6 separate regions of the Mus musculus genome follow, and regions 2, 3, 4, 5 and 6 are each linked to region 1. The links are chromatin contacts, called in public ChIA-PET, HiChIP or PLAC-seq and promoter capture Hi-C maps. All regions are on one chromosome and are shown on one strand. Each heading gives the region's core, a stretch centred on a gene start, on an enhancer-like site or on the middle of the called end of the contact. The rest is flanking DNA. Distances are from core to core; before and after follow the strand shown. Region 1 holds the start of Eif2s2 (eukaryotic translation initiation factor 2, subunit 2 (beta)). Region 2 holds the start of Trpc4ap (transient receptor potential cation channel, subfamily C, member 4 associated protein). Region 3 holds the start of Acss2os (acyl-CoA synthetase short-chain family member 2, opposite strand). Region 4 holds the start of Eif6 (eukaryotic translation initiation factor 6). Region 5 holds the start of Edem2 (ER degradation enhancer, mannosidase alpha-like 2). Region 6 holds the start of Gss (glutathione synthetase).

Region 1 (2,935 bases), core at 308-2,807:
CAATGTCTAACGTGTCTTTCAAGCAAGAAACATCTATCTCTTCCAGAGTTTAGTGAGTTTGCAAGAGCCTCCTAGTCATTTAGATGAAGGCATACTGCACAGAGCTGGGATTCTATTACTAGCTCAGGCACTTGGAATTTTATTAGAGGCACTGTACAACTCTAAGCTCCAATTGGCTCATCTCTAAAATGGACTTACAGGAATTTATTTTACTGAACCCTGGAAACCAACTTAAACTAGAACTAGTTCCCATGAAACAAATCTCTAATTCCTTAATGTAGTTACCTAAGTCCTCCATAAACTAACCAGCATCTACTTCAACCAAACTAGTGAATACTTCACTTTCTATGCACTTTCTCCCTTCTTGACCATAAACGCCTTGTGATCAGTTTTCTCATTGGTTGAGAAAATTCTGATCATTTCTAGAGCCCATTCAAAAGCCAACTCTGCACAGAACCTTCAACTATTCCTCTTACCCCTCCCCTAGGCCTGTAAGTCAAGTAAGTCACAAATTCTTCGTAAAGTACTTCCTTGGGGCTAGGATTAGGCTTCTAGGCCCAATGCTAAGCAATATCTAAGCCAAGACCACTCTTTTTTCTTTAAAGTCATTTAATGGTATGTGAACTAGGATAAATCTGGAAAAGGCAAAACCCAAAAAGATTTAAAAGAAAAAAAAAAGACACAATAAAACGGGGGACGGGGCTTGAAAAATTCTGAGATCCAAACCCAGTCAGTTTCACAGCCGGACCTTCCTGCTCACCTCGCCTGTAAAGGAAACTTTGGGACTCGGGCCCGAAAACTTTTCTCGAAAGGTGGTCACTTCCTGAGACTTAAAATATCTTCTCCTCTGGCTCTTTGGGTTCCTGTCTTAAGAAATAAGGCCTCGAGCGGGAAACGGGAGCGAGATATCCGCCCGGAAAAGGCAGCCTACAAAGTTTTAACCTCGGTGCTCCACCGGAACCGAGAGGGGCCTCGCAGGGCACCCTGACCCCTCAGCCGTGAGAGCCGAGGCGGCTATGTGTGTGAGGAAAGGAATGCCGGGGCGGCCGGGCAAACTAACTCGGCATTCAACCCCTTTCCGAGAGGACGGCTCAACACGCTCTCCATTCCGAAACGCCGATCACCGTGGGAGACAGGCCTCGCCGCCGCCCTGAGGAGAGCCGAGGGAGACCAAGTCTGAGGATCCAGAGTCCTCGCCGGCTCCACAGCTCCGGGACGCCTAGGCCGGGCTGCTCCACATGGCGGCCGGCTACAGCTAGGCCGCAGGCCCGGCTTCTCACACAGGTGTGGGTTCGGCTTCCTGCCTCAGTCCTTAGCCCTAACTCCAGCTCAGCCTCTCACCTCGTCCCCGGACATGGCTGTAGTTCGAGCGGGTTCGGCAGGGATGAAAAGTCAAACCGGTCGGCTTCACGGCCCGGAGTCAGCGTAGCTCCCACCGATACTTCTCACAGCACCGCACTAGGCTCTTGCATCAGCGAAAGGGAGCGACACCCCGCCCTCCTCTCAAACGTTGGAAGTGCGCCTGCGCAGAGCTCGCCAAAGCGCAGGCGTACAGTAAAGCCAACCTTACGTGCTTCTCGTGGCGCGAGTTATTCGGCGACTCCCCGGCGCCGGGCATACTGGGACTTGTAGTTTGGCTAGAAAAGACCGGCGCTTGTGCGCTTCGGGAGTTTCGAGGGCGTGCACGACTGTTTTAAACATGTCAGGATGTTCGGGTTCTTGTGCTGCTGGTTACCTAAGAGGTTCGAAAAGTGCTGTGTTGCTTGTAAAGTGAATTTGGGGCCATTTTTCAGGTTTAACTTAGTGGAAACCCTAATATGAACCCGTGGAGCTGAGTTCACGCTTTCCCCTAGAATCGGTCTAGTATTCGAGGAATGCACCTCAGTAGAAGCGTTTCACTTCGTGAGAAGTTTAACCTTCTAGCTTTTTACTTCAGAAGATTCTTCCCTGGTTTTCCATAGTTAGACCGAGGAACGAAGCCGTCCTCTGAGGAGAAACAGCCCAGCAAGCTACAGTCTGTCAGGAAGCTTCGAAATAGTCTTAACTAGCTCAATAAAGGGGCTATGTTGAGAAATGTGTAGAGTAGGTAATTAACTTGTTGACGAACTTCATACCATATAAGTAAAGACACTACAACGTCCTAGGCGATATAATCATCTGGGACTATTAATTATGTGTCCTTTTTTGACTAAAGCTTCCTTATATGGTACATGACTCCTTGTTTATGGAGTCTTTGCTAGACAATTCTGGATGTATCATCTATTTTCCCTGGGGAGATACAGCTGCCATTTAGGAAGGCCTCGGAGTATGCGCTTGTAGTTAAAAAACAAAACAACAAAAAAACACCTGTGTTTGTAACCACAGGGAACTGCAAAGCCCCACTGTTTGAAAGAATGCTCAGCTGGGGCGTCAGGTGATCCACTCAGGTGACTGAAGGGACTGCTCAAGTAAGTAGATGCTATCAGGAGATGAGAGTAATTATCAAGTTTTTAATGCTTCTTGCATAAAAAGAATCAAGTGAGGATTAATCTATGATTAGTGAAAAAAAGCCCTCACGTTAGAAGAGATGGGGAAAGTACTTAGTGATTTTTGTAGTTGGCAAAATGTTCTTCTTGATTGATTTTTGTATTCATACCTGATTACTGAGTTTGTCTTTGTTTTGGTCTACTGGAATTACAAAATGGTCTGTCTGAGCTGGGTGTGGTAGCACTTACCATCCTAGCTCTTGAGAAGTAGAGGCATGAATATCAGAATTTCATAACCAGCCTGGACTACATAAGATTTTATCTTTTTAAATTAATCAATTAATTGATTAATATACTTTACATCTTGACCACAGTTTCTTCTCCTCCCAGCCCCTACCCCCCATTCACTCATCCTCTATTTCTCTTCAGAAAGGGGAGGCCTTCCATTGATATCAACCTGCCCTGGCATG
Region 2 (2,871 bases), core at 141-2,640, 800 kb after region 1:
GTATAGAAAAATCTCACACCCATTCTCTCATCCACTCACCTAATTCCTGCCCGTCCCTCTCCCATCAACACTGTTTGGTTCCTTATGTAGTCCTCAAAACTATATACAAAGCTATCTTGAAATTAAGCTAATGTTTTCAAAGTAAGTTCTGGGATCACCTGGGAGAAAGAAGAAAAAGTGAGAGGAGTCACCTATCCTCATCTATTTATTCTAAGGTTGTGCCCTATACACCCCCCTCCCCCGCAACACACAGACACACACCCTACACCACCACATGTATAGGACATCAATCATTACACTTAATAAGCTAGACACTAAACAGAACAATAACTGATTACCCTTCAGCCCTTATATGCACCTGAAATACACTAACACTTGACACATCTATCTCCTCTGAATTTGACAATAGCCTTAAAGGGTGAATTAAATGAGTAAACAACGGCCCTGAAAGGTAACTTGCCCGAGGGAGAAAGAGAATAGGGCTTTGAACTAAAGTTCTTCCCCCAAAGCATGTATCCCTACGCTAGTAAAAGAGTCTTCTGCACCCGTTGGAGCTCAGCCTAATGTGAGATACAGGCGTGAAAGGGCAGACAACAAAGAAATATGCAATTACAGGCAAAGAAAATAGAGCATCAGAAAACGAATTGGGTGATCTGATAGAATAACAACCGGGGGGCCTACTTTAGAAAAGGAGGAGGAACGTTGAGGCCTCTGGGAAGATGACATTTATCATAAGCTTGGGAACCGTTTGGGGGCGGGGGGGCGCTGCAGTGAAGAGGACCCCGTCCTGCTCACAAGGGGCAAACACGAGACCAGTAGAAGATGAAGCCAACTCGCCAAGGTCCTCCAGACACGCAGACGTGGCGCAGGGAAATGAGGATCTAGAAACTCGGCCCAGGGCTTAGACGCGCCATCAATACCCCAGGCAGCTCGACTCCACTCGGCCCAGACCCGCAGGCCTCCAAGCTGGCCACTGCCCTCCGTCCCAACGCGGCTGACAGCGTCCGGACCGCACACAGGACAGCGCCGCGGCCAGCCAAGGGGGATCTGGACGGTCCGCAGCGGCCTGGAAAGGCCTCTTCCCCGGCCCCTGGCCAGCTCCAGCCTGGCCCGCCCCGCCCCGCCCCTCCGGGCCGGCCTCGTACCTGCACCGCCCGGACCAGGCCTCGGCCGGTGAGCTGGCCCTGCCGCAGCTGCAGCAGGATGTTACCCGGCCGCGGTCGACCTCCCCAGCCGCCCCACGCCGCCGCGGTAGCTGCCAACCGCCTCCCCCGGCTGGCCCCAGCTCCAGCCGCTGCGGGCGCTGCCGCCATGTCTCCTCGTCCGACAAACAGGAAGCAAGCGGTCCCGGAGCCGTGTCGATTTCTACGGGGCGGCGGAGGACTCTCTACATCGCCCCTAGTGGACTGACGCGGAGGTGCAAGCCGCGTGGCAGGGACTGTGCGTGCCCCGACGCCTTATGGGAACTGTAGTCTTTACCGAGGGGGAGCAGGTAGCTGAGATGTGGCTCTTCCTGGCCCTCCAGTTTGCTGAGTGGGATACCTCCAGCATTTCTTCGAGGTTGCTCCAAGTGGAAAACCAGTCACTATGTGCACAAGCTCTCAAAATTTTCGCTAGCTGGAAATGATGCAAGCCCAGTGTCCAGGGAAAAATTCTAGGCCCTAGGCCAGAGTTGACACTTGACACGTGTCCCCTTCCTTTTACAATTGACTTTAGCCAAGTCACTACACATTACCCCTAGCCCTCAGTCCATTCAATATTTAGGTCCTGGGAGCCAGACTAGTCAACTAATATTTTTATTACAATTAACAAATATGTGCTTTATGTAAATGAGACGTAAAGGACCATCAATGCTATTGCTTATTCGAAGAAAATGGCGAAAAATATTTCATTTACAGATAGATGTCAAAAAATAGTTCCTAAAGGCACCAGCTGTACTCCTCATACTGAATATATAGGTGAGGTGGAGGGCGAGGTGATAAGCAGAACAGCAGAGGGCCCTGTTAGGGGACGAGGGTTTCAGGGGACCACAGCTAATCCACACAAACAAATGTAGTTATTTATTTGGCAAACTGTATCCCCTATCAAATAGAATATTGCCCTCATTTTCCCCGCAAGTAGAACTGAATTCACTGGCTCCGACAAACCTCGGAAGCAGGGTGGTGCTGACTCTCCCCACTTTCTCTTCTAGGAGGCTATCTTGTAACAAAAATAAGTTGAGTGTGCCAAATTAGGATGCCATGAAGTTTGCTACTTGTAACTAAGGTGGCTATAATTTGTTGCCCAAACCAAAAGTCCTTAAAAAGTGAAATGATGTAATAAGTAACTTGCAGTGGAACAACAGCAGGCATTTGAGATCGCTGCCAAGGCAAACTAGACTGTGACTGACATCTGCATGCTACTTGCAAGGTGTGGCTCCCACTCGCTCCAGCAGATCACTGCCTGGTGACCTGGTTTAAGACAAAGAAAATAGGATAAGGAGAGATGAGTCAGTGGGTAGAAGCACTGGCTGCCAAAACTGACGACCTAAGTTGTTGGGTCCAATGAACCCATGTTGGTGAAAGGAGAAAATAATTCCTCCAAACTGCCCTCTAATCAATCTCTCTCTCCCTCTCCCTCTCCCTCTCCCTCTCCCTCTCCCTCTCCCTCTCCCTCTCCCTCTCCCTCTCCCTCTCCCTCTCCCTCTCCCTCTCTCTCTCTCTCACACACACACACTTTAAATGTAATTTTTTTTGTTGTTTTGGGGTTTTTTTGTTTTTGTTTTTCAAGACAGGGTTTCTCTGTGTAGCCCTGGCTGTCCTAGAACTCACTCTGTAGACCAGGCTGGCCTCGAACTCAGAAATCTGCCTGCCTCTGCCTCCCAAGTTCTGG
Region 3 (2,762 bases), core at 158-2,657, 660 kb after region 1:
GAATAAACCAGGTGTGATGAATAATAACAACAGGAGGGATGGGGGTGTCAGCTACTGTTCAGGGGAGTCTTCTAAGAAGGTAGCATTTGAGCTGAGAGCTGCAAGACACGAAGGAGCCAGAAAGTGGCATTCTTCAGAGTAAGCCAGGTAAGCAGGAGTCTGGGGTAGAGGAAGAGCGAGAATGGCAGAGTGATCAGTTCTCTCTGCCCCATTGTACCCATGAAGGCCCCTCCCTTTCCTTTACCCCTACATGTAGGGCCTTAACCTCCAGGTACCAGGTAGGCTGTCCCTGCCTCACAGTTCTTCCCTGCCCATTCCTGTCTTCCCCCAGATCTGCTGGAACGAAGGGGTTGACTTATGGTGGCATGAACTCATGCAGCAGGCAGGAGACGAGTGTGAGCCTGAGTGGTGTGATGCTGAGGACCCACTCTTCATCTTGTACACCAGTGGCTCCACAGGCAAACCTAAGGCAAGTGTGTGTGTGTGTGTGTGTGTGCATGTGTGTATGTAAAGGTGAGAAGCGAGTCTCCAAGGAAGCTTGGAGTGACCAACAGAAACAGTAGAATGAGTACTGGGAATTCGAGTGATAATGGGTGACTCAGATACACAACCTAAGAATGTGAGTGCTCAGTATACTTATGTGACATCAGGGTGTGGTAAAGGAGATTGAAGCGAGACAGATGCTGTGAAAGGGCATTGGAAAAATTAAAATCTTTAAGAAGGATCTTTTTCCAGCTCTGTGCAGGCTCTATTTGTTGGTCAGTAGAGGAGGACACACAACCCCAGCCTGAGGCCCCATTCTCCCCACAGGGTGTGGTGCACACAATTGGAGGCTATATGCTCTATGTGGCTACAACTTTCAAGTATGTGTTTGATTTCCACCCGGAAGATGTGTTCTGGTGCACAGCAGACATCGGCTGGATCACTGGTCATTCCTATGTCACCTATGGGCCACTGGCTAATGGTGCCACTAGTGTTTTGGTGAGATGGGAGCTGGGCATAGACAAAATTCTCCTGGGTGACCATTTCCCAAAGCTTCTTAGTCTAAAGAAGGGAAACTTATACAGGAACCCACTTCCTGGAGAAAGAGGAATTTTGAGGGGTTGTGTATCCTACTACGATGTTTCTTGACTTGTGTGGTCAGAGGGTAAAGATACAGTTGGTCATAAAGGGTGAATCCTGAACGTGAGGGAGTGGTAGGGAATGGAAAGACTATTGGGAAGAGCCCAAAATAACCAGATCTCATTCGGGTCAGTTTGAGGGGATCCCCACATACCCAGATGAAGGGCGCTTGTGGAGCATTGTGGACAAATACAAGGTGACCAAGTTCTACACGGCACCAACAGCCATCCGGATGCTCATGAAGTTTGGAGATGATCCTGTCACCAAGTAAGACCCTTCCCCATCTGTTGTCCCATAGGTGTCCTTCAGAGCTGAGCACGGTCCTTTGTGATGTTTTCTTCTATTGTCCCAACTTCCTGGGATAGGGGAGGGGCAAAGGAACTCTGACTGCATGTGCATTTTGGCTCCTAGTGGTTCTCAGAATTTTCCTCTCTTCCACTCTCCTGCTCAAGGCATAGCCGGGCATCCCTGCAGGTGCTGGGCACAGTAGGTGAACCCATCAACCCTGAAGCCTGGCTATGGTACCACCGGGTAGTAGGTTCCCAGCGCTGCCCCATTGTAGACACCTTCTGGCAAACAGAAACAGTGAGTAAGGGATTCAGGAGGCTAGGGATTAGGGACAGTGTAGGAAAAGAGATTCAATTCCTGACCTCTGACTTCCACAGGGTGGCCATATGCTGACCCCTCTCCCTGGCGCCACACCCATGAAACCTGGTTCTGCTGTGAGTAAAGTGCTTCTTCTGGTCCTAGGCTTGGCAGGGATAGGATGTGGGGGTGTTAGCCTATTAGAGTAGGGTTCTGGCCTGAGAGCTGGGAGGAATTTGGGGCTCTGGGGCTCTGTGTGAAGCTGAGACAGAGTTGCCTCATTTTTCCTTCTTGGATTGCGCCTCTCATTTGCTTTCAGTCTTTCCCATTCTTCGGTGTAGCGCCTGCAATCCTGAATGAGTCCGGGGAGGAGCTGGAAGGGGAAGCTGAAGGTTATCTGGTGAGAATCTGGCATCTTTGGGAGAAGAAAGCATCTGCTAAGGATACTTTGTTTTAGAGTTTATAACCTTATCTTCCCTGGTAGTTGCTAATACTGTTGAGAGTTTGTCCTCTGCTGAGAAACACCCAAGATTCGTGATGATAAATTTTTGGAGTCAGGAGAACTTAGTCTTAATCCTTCCCTTGATGTCCATTTTTAGAAAAAAGAGTCTTTGTACCTTAAAGACTAATCATGTAGGCTCTGGAGTCAGCCTGCCTGTATTCAGACCCTGATTTTCTGTGACTTCAGATAAGCTGTTACCTATTGTCTTTGAATGTAATTTAAGTCTTTAAAAAATAGTACTTTTATCTCCTACATTTTATTAAATTAGATAATCCATACAAAAGGGTTAGTCTGGAACTGCATAGTTAGTGTTCTTAAATGTTAGCTGCTGCTGTCTTTGTGGCTAGTACCTGTCAGATCTCAATCTCATTTCCCTTTTCCAAAATCACATTAGTAACAAAGGCAGGAATCTAAGCTTTCTAACTCAATCTAGAATTCTGCTGGCACAGAATTCTTTTGATTAGAAATTATTTATTCACTAATATAGCTTCCATTTTATATGATTTGTTTGTACCTAATTGAACCTGCTTTCCTAATTACCCAAAAGAAACTC
Region 4 (2,700 bases), core at 136-2,635, 930 kb after region 1:
TTAATCCCAGCACTCAGGAGGCAGACGCAGGCGGATTTCTGAGTTCAAGGCCAGCCTGGTCTACAAAGTGAGTTCCAGGACAGCCAGGGCCATACAGAGAAACCCTGTCTCGAAAAAAACAAAAAAAAAACAAACAAAAAAAGAAATTGTAAGAATTAAATGCAGCTGAACAGGGTGACCTGGGACCTTAGTTATTTCCTGAGGGAGAAACTGATGCTCAAAAACAAGAAGCAACTTGTTCATATTCAGAGGCAGGAGAGAGATGCAAATCCTCTCCTCCGCCCTTAGGTGTGGGACTCTGTAAGTCACATAGTTCCGAGCGACAACCCATGCTTTCCAGTATCCCTGTGAAGGAAAAACGAGACCAAGAATGATAGCCAGCACTTAATGGTATTTCGCTCCGGCTACTCTCAAGTCTGAGAGACAGTGTTCTTGATCTGCAGTTCGAGTCCCACACACCCGTCAGATTCCAAAGTCCACTGGGCCCGAAAGCCTGGGAATCCCCCGATCACTGGGGGTAAGCTCCAGGAAACTAATGACTCAGAGTGCTTCGCTGTGTCCCTCGGCGTCTTCCACCCGCCTTACCCACACACATGCGCCCGATGATTCGGCAGCCGGCGATGGATGCGTGCACCACGGGAATGGCATCGGAGAGCTCACCCTCGAACACACTGTAGAAACACGGATTCGCTGCTTACTGGGGTGGGTCGCTCTTTTCAGACCTCTCGCTCTCCGCCTCCCTTCCCTTCCCGCCCCGGCGGCTCGGGACCAGAAGCTCTCGCCTCACCTATAGAAGTTCTCTGAGCCTCCGATGGCCACCAGGCAGTAGGCGTTTGTGAGTTTGGCAAAACAACCGACCTCACAGTTGTTCTCGAACGACGCTCTGACCGCCATGAGAGAGGCTGGGGGGCAGCACGACTGCGGGTTCTGGGCCGACAGATCCACTCCGGAGCCGGGTCAACCAGCCTCGCCTCCTCAAACCCCGCCCTCTCGGGCCCCTCAGATGCCCGGGCGTGCGGACGGATCCCTCCTGGCTCTCCTGCCCCAAGTCCTCTCGCCCTGCGACCCGGAACTGACTTTTGCCGCCCAGAGTCCCAACAGCTCACCAAGCGACTCCAATGTCTACACGCTGCAACAACTTCTCCCGTAACTAGCTTTCCGTTTCCGCCTCCTCCCAGGCCCGCTTCCGGGAGCGCGCAGGAGCCGGGCGGAGCTGCTGGTCACTCTAGCCCCACCCTTTGGGAGGACTCGATGGTTACTAGGTGACTCCGCCCGACCCCGCCTCCTGCACGTTTTCTTGCTTTAGGTTTTTGGCTTCACCTCCTAGTGGGTCTTTTTAGAAGGAATAATCAATCAAACCTGAGGCTGGGCAAATGAAAAGATGAGGAAATGAGGAACCGGTGTTGTCTGGTTGGAGCTGGATTGATTGGAGGGCTTTATTTACCGAGTAAGGACGGGAAAAGGGCGGATTTGAGAAAGAGGATAATCACACCCCGGCCACGCGGACGGAAGTGGGAATCTGGACCAGTGGCAAGGGTCAAGGGTTGAAGATTGAAATTTGGCATAGAGATCAACCAAGAGACCAGGATAAAGTGGTTGGAGGAGGCATAAGAACCATAGGCTGAAGAAGACAATGGAGACGGGGAAATGTGTTACGGAGAGATTGGAGGAGAAAGGGTTCTAGGGTAAGCAAAGATCTGAGAGCTGACTTGCTTCCTTGATGTGTTTATCACGCAGTTTATCACCCCATCAGCAGCCCTGGGGATAGTGGTATGGCCCATTTTCATAGAATAAACTTGTCTCAACTAGTGTAGAATATACAAAAGTCCCCAGGGTGTCTCAGAATGCCACAGTGGAAGGTAAAAGGAGCAGAGAATCACTTACCGCAGACTGTCTTATGCCATTCATTCTTCTCCAAGAAGATCTGATCTGAAAGGGGCATAAATGGCGCGGCGCCCTTTCCCCAGCCCCATCATACAGTCCCATAACCGAGAACACATCAGATTGCTACGGGGTCTAGCCACAATTGCCTTTATTGATTAGTACCATGCACAGTCTCCTGCAGGTGCTAAGTTCAGGAGAAAGACCCATGACCAGCTGCAGCCCGAGCTTCCAGAGACATTCAGCAAGGTGGTCTGTGTGTTTGTGTCTAAGTGTTCAACTACGTGCTCTGCTTATCTCCCCCAGCTCACCCCAGATCCGCTCATTGAGCCCCACACCACTCTCTGGCTTACTCTACCAAGAACTCTTAACTCTCCTCCACCTGGCTCTCCCCCTGTCCTTCAAGACCAGCCTCCAAGTCAGCCTCTCTCTGATAAGCTTTGTCGATCGCTCTACTATCTCCATGACCCTCTGTCCCTAATACAGTTTTCATCTAATACATCTGTCTTGTTCTCTGAGGTTTGTGCTTTTAAGCTTCAGCCCTCAGAATCTGCATCTAAGTAGCCTTTCGGCTCTAGGGAATGTTCAGGGTGAGGTTGTGAGCACAGCTTGGTGCAGAGTTAGGATGAAGAGTCATATGTGTATTTATAGTTTCTGAGTCTCAGGGGGGCTCTGCAGTGTGTACTAGAAGCTTGAATTTTCTGTGGCCATTCATTTAGGCAGACCATATTGATTATGTACCTGCAACAGAAGTTTTATTTTTGAGTTAATCAGAGAGCTCTGTATACTCGCTCTATGCATCTATGGGTGTACCTAGTC
Region 5 (2,700 bases), core at 19-2,518, 840 kb after region 1:
ACCTGACACCCTCACATGGTTATAGATACAGGCAAACAGCCAGTGCGCACTAAATCAATAAATCATTCTATAAAAACGAAGCAAAACAAAACAAAACAAAAACCAACTCAGGATTACAGCCCTAGTGTCAGTTTTGGCTAATGCAATGATTCTTTGCTCGACTGGGTTCTTTATTCCAGTGAAAATGAAAAGATGATATGGTAACACAGAATTACTAAACGAAAATGAATCAGGTGACTTGTATGTATGGCGGTGAGAGGAGTTGGTATGAAGCTAGACGGGAAATATTTTTCAGTCATAAAGAGTACACCAACTACAAAGGGTCTTAACTGTGGGGAGAATAACGTTCCTCCTGGGCCTGTGCGCCCACCTATAAAATGAAGGAGTTGAGTTTCCTGACTCCCGGGAGTTTTTTCAAAATATTTTGTGACTCCAGAAATGTCCCCAAGTCCTCATACGTGGTTGCCTGTTCGGCTGAGGTGAGTCCAGAGGGCTAGCCTGCCAAGTTAAGCCAAGACTTTTTTGTACTGTGAAAAGCTGTGTAGTTCTGACAGCGCTGGTTTGGACTGAGGGGACGGGGTTGAATCAGCCCAGGTCGGAAACTTTCCACAATCAGTGAGACCATGAAGCCACCAGCCCTCCTATGATCCCGGCCAACCCCCTTGGCCCTCAAGCTGGCTCTACCTGCCCCAGGTGTCGTGCCCATCACAGGTGAGAGGTCTCAGCTCATCGTAGGGAAAGGCATTTTCCAGGTAACTGTCGTAGGCGTGGTAGAACATGGCCTTGACTCGCTCCCTGGTTCGAGGGATGAGAAATAAGGTAGGGGGCCAGAACACAAAACCAGGCGGGAGAAAGGACCAGACACAGGACGGAGAATGGGAACCACAAAATGATTTCTGCCGAGGGCCCAGCAGCGGGACCAGAGCACGTCAGGGTGGGGGTCCTGGGGTGGAGGGAAGGGAAGGGACCCGGTGGGCGCTTGCCACTCCCCAGCCGTAGAGAGCGGGAGCCTGGCCCCCTTCACCTGTAGTGGGCGGGGTCGGGCGCGGTGCCGTCGGGGCCTGGCGCACCATGGTGCAGGGGTAGCAGCACGCACACGAGGCCGAGCGGGATGAGTAGCCGGAAAGGCATAGAGCTCGTGTCCTGTCAGTGCCGCCGCAGCAGCTGCAGCCACCGCCACCAGCTCATCCTCCGAGCCGCGGCTGGTTCTTCCGGGGATACGCACCACGACGCCTGCGCGTTGGGCAAGAAGCCTCTCACTTCCTGACTACAAAGCCCAGGATGCAATGGGCGGTGGAGCCCTGGCAAAAGAGCATCTCGGGATTTCTGGTCTACAGAGAGGAGTTCAACGTGTCTTAAAGACAGTGGTTGCTGTGGCTGCTGTTAATAATGTTTTCACAATCCCAGTTTCTGTTTGTTGAGCACCTTCGGTGAATTAAAGTGTTAGGAGCACTTTACAGGCGCCATCTAGTTAATTTTTGTTTTTTTTCCAAATACCTTTTAAAGGAGGGGCTAGCAGGTACTCAAGATTTGAGCAGATGCCTATGTAAATATGGATGAAAAATGTTCGGCTTTGACTATAATAGACACAGGGTTTGACAAACCATTGTGTAAGTAAACTCTAGAATTATTTTCCCAAAGCCTTAAGGTTTCCAGAAATCCCTTTTGTTCTAGGAATTCATACATTTATGACGGTCTTTCACTTTAGGGTGCCATGAAATCACGGTCCCTTCAGTCTCTAAATCAACCCAGGACTTTACCTGGACCATCTCAGTGGCTGCCATCCCTGGTGAGAATGAAGACCCAGCATTCTTCCTTTAAGAACATCTGGGCCGGCCGGGCGGTGGTGGTGCACGCCTTTAATCCCAGCACTTGGGAGGCAGAGGCAGGCACATTTCTGAGTTCGAGGTCAGCCTGGTCTACAAAGTCAGTTCCAGGACAGCCAGGACTACACAGAGAAACCCTGTCTCGAAAAAACAAAATAAAACAAAATAAAAAGAACATCTGGGCCAGTTTCCCCACTCTCTTGCTAGGTCCTAGACTCTGTTAGTGCGCTATCTACAGCAACCCCCTTCTCTTTGGTCAGTGGAATGAGCTGTAGACAACCCTAGATTTGAAGTTCGATTGGGGTTCATTACGACTCTACCATTCACACATAACCTATATAACCTTAAAGGAGTCCCTCTCATCCTCCAGGCACAGCACCCACATTTATGAAAGGGTTTGTCTAAACTGATATTTGAGATCCTTTTAATTTGAACTTTTCTTTAATTCTAGCATTGCCCAACTCTTCTTTGCTGAAAAATTCAGAGGGAAATGGCTGCTCCATTTATTGAGCAAAGTGCAGGCAGACTCTGCCTTCTTTGGCCCAGTTGTTTGTTTGTTTGTTTGTTTGTTTGTTAATTCTTGTTCTTTGACAATTTCATATATGTATGAATATGTTCTGGTCACCGCCCCTCCCCCATTACCTTCACCATTCTTCTCTCCTCCTTTTTCCTCCCAAACCCCTCCTACTGTCATTTTTTGTGGTTGTGATTGGGGTAGATTAGGTTTAATTAGGGCTGCTTACATAAGCATAGGTGAAGAGTTATAAGCAAGTTTGGAGCACACAATAATATTATTTATTTATGTACATGAGGATTTTGTACATAATTTTGTGCATGCCAGGTCACCTCTGAGGCCAGAAAAGGGTGTAGAGTC
Region 6 (2,700 bases), core at 141-2,640, 700 kb after region 1:
CCAATTATGCACATAAATCCTGGGCAGATAGTGAGCAGGCTATAATCCCAGAGGTGCAGAGAGGAAGTGCACTGATCAGGGAAGACACCTGATGCTCAGGGCACCCTCACATACAAACACTGACAGCACATCTGCATCTCACACACACACATACATACACACACACACACACACACACCAGTGTTTGGGTGTCCATGCATATTCATGAACAAAAACACTATACTAGTAATAACTAGACAATGCTAACTGGGCCCCTTGTTTTCCTTTCTACAGATTTAACTGTTCTGTGACTTGTTTGGCTGGTGACACTCAAGTTTGTATTTACACAGCAAGTTCTTTCCTGGTTTTCAATCTAGAACACTCCTCCTGCTCCCTGGGGCGGTCCTCCTCTAATGAGTCTCACCCTGACATCCCAGCCTCACGTGCACTTTTCTCTTACAGCCCATTTCTTCCAGTCCTGTGGATTCTGCTGACTAAATGCAGCGCTTTGAATTCCCTCATGTCTGCCTCTACTGCCAACCCACTCCTCTTCCTGGGCACTTTCAGAGTAGTAAAGGCATCTTAAGTGACTAAAACACACCAGCCTCTCTCTCTTACTTTCAGATCTTGGATGATGACGCTTTCCTGCTTTCCTCGCTTTCCTGCTTTCCTCGTGGCTTAAAGGTTCTCCCACTGAGCTACATCCCCAGCCTCTGTACCCCCAACTCTTGATTCTGTTTTGGAAGCCATCGCCGGATTTCTCTGTCCAGGTTCGTACCTCTATCATAAAAATAGCATTTGCCTTGATACTTCATTGAAGGTTAAATAAGTAAGTGGTGAATGAATCACGAAAAACTTTAAAACGCCCACACAGAAATCCCGTTGGACTTTAATCCCCTGGGCGAGGCGAGTGCGGGCTCAGGGCCTCGGGCTACAACACAGTCGCTTGTCCTGTCTTGTCCCCGTGATGGGCCCCGTCCGCTCCCCATCCCTAGACAAAGTTTGTTCCTGATCTCTCCCAGTTTTTGATGGTGGCTTGTTTATTTTCCCTAGAACTCTGGCTCTAGCCTCGCTAACAGTGTCCGAGCTGGGAACCGGCGATCTGGAAATCTAGGTTCAGCACGCCCAGCACAAGCCCCTCACTGGACACAAGTTTCCCGGTGCTCGCCGCGTTCCCAGCCACCGCGTCATCTGCCCGCTCGCCGCGTTCTAATCGCTCTCAGACCCCTCCCTCACCGCTCTCCTCCCAAGGAAACTTGACCCTCGCCAGCCGCCGTCGCGAAGCCCCGACTTACTCGCTCGTTGTCCAGCTGCTCGCCAAGCTCAAACTCCGCACGCCGTTACCCGGGCTCGGGGGGCGGGGCTTCGGTACGACCCAGTGCGCCTGCGCAGACCGCCCCGCAAGGCTAAAGAGGAGGGGTGGGGAAGGAGCCCTGTGTTTATGGAACTGGACGGCGGCCGGGAAGGGGCATTACATGAGCAGTGACCTGGGCTTTAAGGAATACGTCGGTACTCTAGGGAGAGCCTTGGTTGTGGCTACAACGGCGGGATGCTACCTGTTAGCTTAGTTCCCAGAGAGTTAGAGCTAGTGGCACGCTGTGAGATGGGGACACTCAAAGGCAGAAGAGAGCGTCGCATCCTCTGGGAACCCAGAGCAAAAGTTCTCTTAGCCACCCCTGTCTTCAGCCCCCATGGGGCTGTTTGTAAATATGCAAGTTCATTATCCTCTTCCCTCTATACAGACCCCTCATCCTCTGGCAACCTACAGTAATTTAACTTTGTTTTCCCTAGACTGTGAGAGGTTGATTCAAAATCTGAGTTATCTTGTATTAGTCAGGGTTCTCTAGTCACAGAACTTATGGGTAGTCTCTATATAGTGAGGGAATTTGTAGATGACTTACAGTCTGTAGTCCAACTCCCCAACAATGGTCAACAGCAGCTGTGAATGTCAGTCCAAGGATCTAGCTCAGTCCCACAAGGCAAGCAGGGCAAAGAAGAGCTAATCTTCCTTCTTCCAATGTCCTTATGTAGGTCTCCATCAGAAGGTGTGGCTCAGATTAAAAGTGTGTGCCTGGATCTGGGACTTGCTTTGTCCCAGATGACCTTAAACTCAGAGGTCTCCCTGTCTTAATCTTCTGGAATTCATAGTCACTAGGCCTCAAGATCTCCATGCCAAGATCCAGGTCAGAAACTTGTATCTCCCAGTCTCCAGATTAGGATCACAGGTGAACCTTCCAATTCTGGATTGTAGTTCATTCCAGATATAGTCAAGTTGACAATCAGGAATAGCCACTATATATACCTGATTTTAAAAAAAGATGTTCCTTTCTGATAAAAATTTTCCTGAAATGAATGTATCTGATCAAACCCTAGGGAATTATGCCTAAGATAGCAAACTCCTAATTGGTTTGGTGTAAATAAAAGGTGGGCTCTAGAGTGTGGGGCAGGCTGTTAAGAGCTGGCCTCAGGAAGAAACCTTGAGGCTGGAGATTTAGCAGAGACAAGACGCCATTCTATATATTAGGTACAGACAGACATGATCCAGAGTTAGCTGTAAGTTGGTGAGGCTCCAAGCCATCGCTGTGAAGGGAAAAAAGGGGAGGGGGAATGTCAAATTGAAGAGAGATTTATGAAGGAGAATTTCTACTGACTGTAAATCAGTGGCCTAACCCAGGGACCAAAATCCTTCCAACTCTTTAGATAAAGCAGGTGCCTCTCTCC

Evidence for each region. Promoter capture Hi-C pulls out the DNA fragments that hold promoters and counts their contacts. ChIA-PET counts read pairs in DNA pulled down with a chosen protein or histone mark. HiChIP or PLAC-seq counts read pairs in DNA pulled down with a chosen protein or histone mark.
Region 2: a contact with region 1 is called in a promoter capture Hi-C map of HPC-7-derived erythroid cells, with 4 times the contacts expected there. The contact joins the promoter of Trpc4ap here to the promoter of Eif2s2 in region 1. A contact is called at or near these places in 3 of 39 promoter capture datasets (the C10 cell line, HPC-7-derived erythroid cells and liver) and 3 of 115 datasets of contacts at active chromatin or transcription factors (embryonic midbrain, large pre-B cells and memory CD8 T cells).
Region 3: an RNA polymerase II ChIA-PET map of memory CD8 T cells shows a contact between it and region 1, with 5 read pairs. The contact joins the promoter of Acss2os here to the promoter of Eif2s2 in region 1. A contact is called at or near these places in 2 of 39 promoter capture datasets (the C10 cell line and HPC-7-derived erythroid cells) and 1 of 115 datasets of contacts at active chromatin or transcription factors (memory CD8 T cells).
Region 4: a promoter capture Hi-C map of the C10 cell line shows a contact between it and region 1, with 2.8 times the contacts expected there. The contact joins the promoter of Eif6 here to the promoter of Eif2s2 in region 1. A contact is called at or near these places in 3 of 39 promoter capture datasets (the C10 cell line, HPC-7-derived erythroid cells and fetal liver) and 1 of 9 other capture datasets (liver).
Region 5: a promoter capture Hi-C map of pre-B cells shows a contact between it and region 1, with 4 times the contacts expected there. The contact joins the promoter of Edem2 here to the promoter of Eif2s2 in region 1. A contact is called at or near these places in 5 of 39 promoter capture datasets (the C10 cell line, the HPC-7 cell line, liver and 2 more).
Region 6: a contact with region 1 is called in an H3K27ac HiChIP or PLAC-seq map of embryonic stem cells, with 3 times the contacts expected there. The contact joins the promoter of Gss here to the promoter of Eif2s2 in region 1. A contact is called at or near these places in 3 of 39 promoter capture datasets (3T3-L1-derived adipocytes, the HPC-7 cell line and pre-B cells), 1 of 484 Hi-C or Micro-C datasets (embryonic stem cells), 2 of 115 datasets of contacts at active chromatin or transcription factors (embryonic stem cells and memory CD8 T cells) and 1 of 9 other capture datasets (adipose tissue).

What each region holds. Positions count from the first base shown.
Region 1 is chr2:154,891,349-154,894,283 of GRCm38.p6, forward strand. Eif2s2 (eukaryotic translation initiation factor 2, subunit 2 (beta)) reads right to left here and starts at 1,558. Exons shown (of 9, transcript NM_026030.2): 1 at 1,342-1,558. The coding sequence starts at 1,356.
Region 2 is chr2:155,690,994-155,693,864 of GRCm38.p6, forward strand. Trpc4ap (transient receptor potential cation channel, subfamily C, member 4 associated protein) reads right to left here and starts at 1,391. Exons shown (of 19, transcript NM_001163452.1): 1 at 1,146-1,391. The coding sequence starts at 1,313.
Region 3 is chr2:155,555,523-155,558,284 of GRCm38.p6, forward strand. It overlaps Acss2os (acyl-CoA synthetase short-chain family member 2, opposite strand), which reads right to left and starts at 1,408. Exons shown (of 4, transcript NR_040613.1): 1 at 1,277-1,408; 2 at 1-98. Acss2 (acyl-CoA synthetase short-chain family member 2) reads left to right here. Exons shown (of 18, transcript NM_019811.3): 8 at 332-469; 9 at 811-981; 10 at 1,256-1,389; 11 at 1,575-1,707; 12 at 1,788-1,844; 13 at 2,027-2,107.
Region 4 is chr2:155,825,540-155,828,239 of GRCm38.p6, forward strand. Eif6 (eukaryotic translation initiation factor 6) reads right to left here and starts at 1,386. Exons shown (of 6, transcript NM_010579.2): 1 at 788-1,386; 2 at 586-671. The coding sequence starts at 894.
Region 5 is chr2:155,728,207-155,730,906 of GRCm38.p6, forward strand. Edem2 (ER degradation enhancer, mannosidase alpha-like 2) reads right to left here and starts at 1,269. Exons shown (of 11, transcript NM_145537.2): 1 at 1,025-1,269; 2 at 685-795. The coding sequence starts at 1,131.
Region 6 is chr2:155,591,420-155,594,119 of GRCm38.p6, forward strand. Gss (glutathione synthetase) reads right to left here and starts at 1,391. Exons shown (of 13, transcript NM_008180.2): 1 at 1,275-1,391. It overlaps Gssos2 (a long non-coding RNA gene), which reads left to right. Exons shown (of 5, transcript XR_001783522.2): 4 at 604-749; 5 at 1,033-2,700.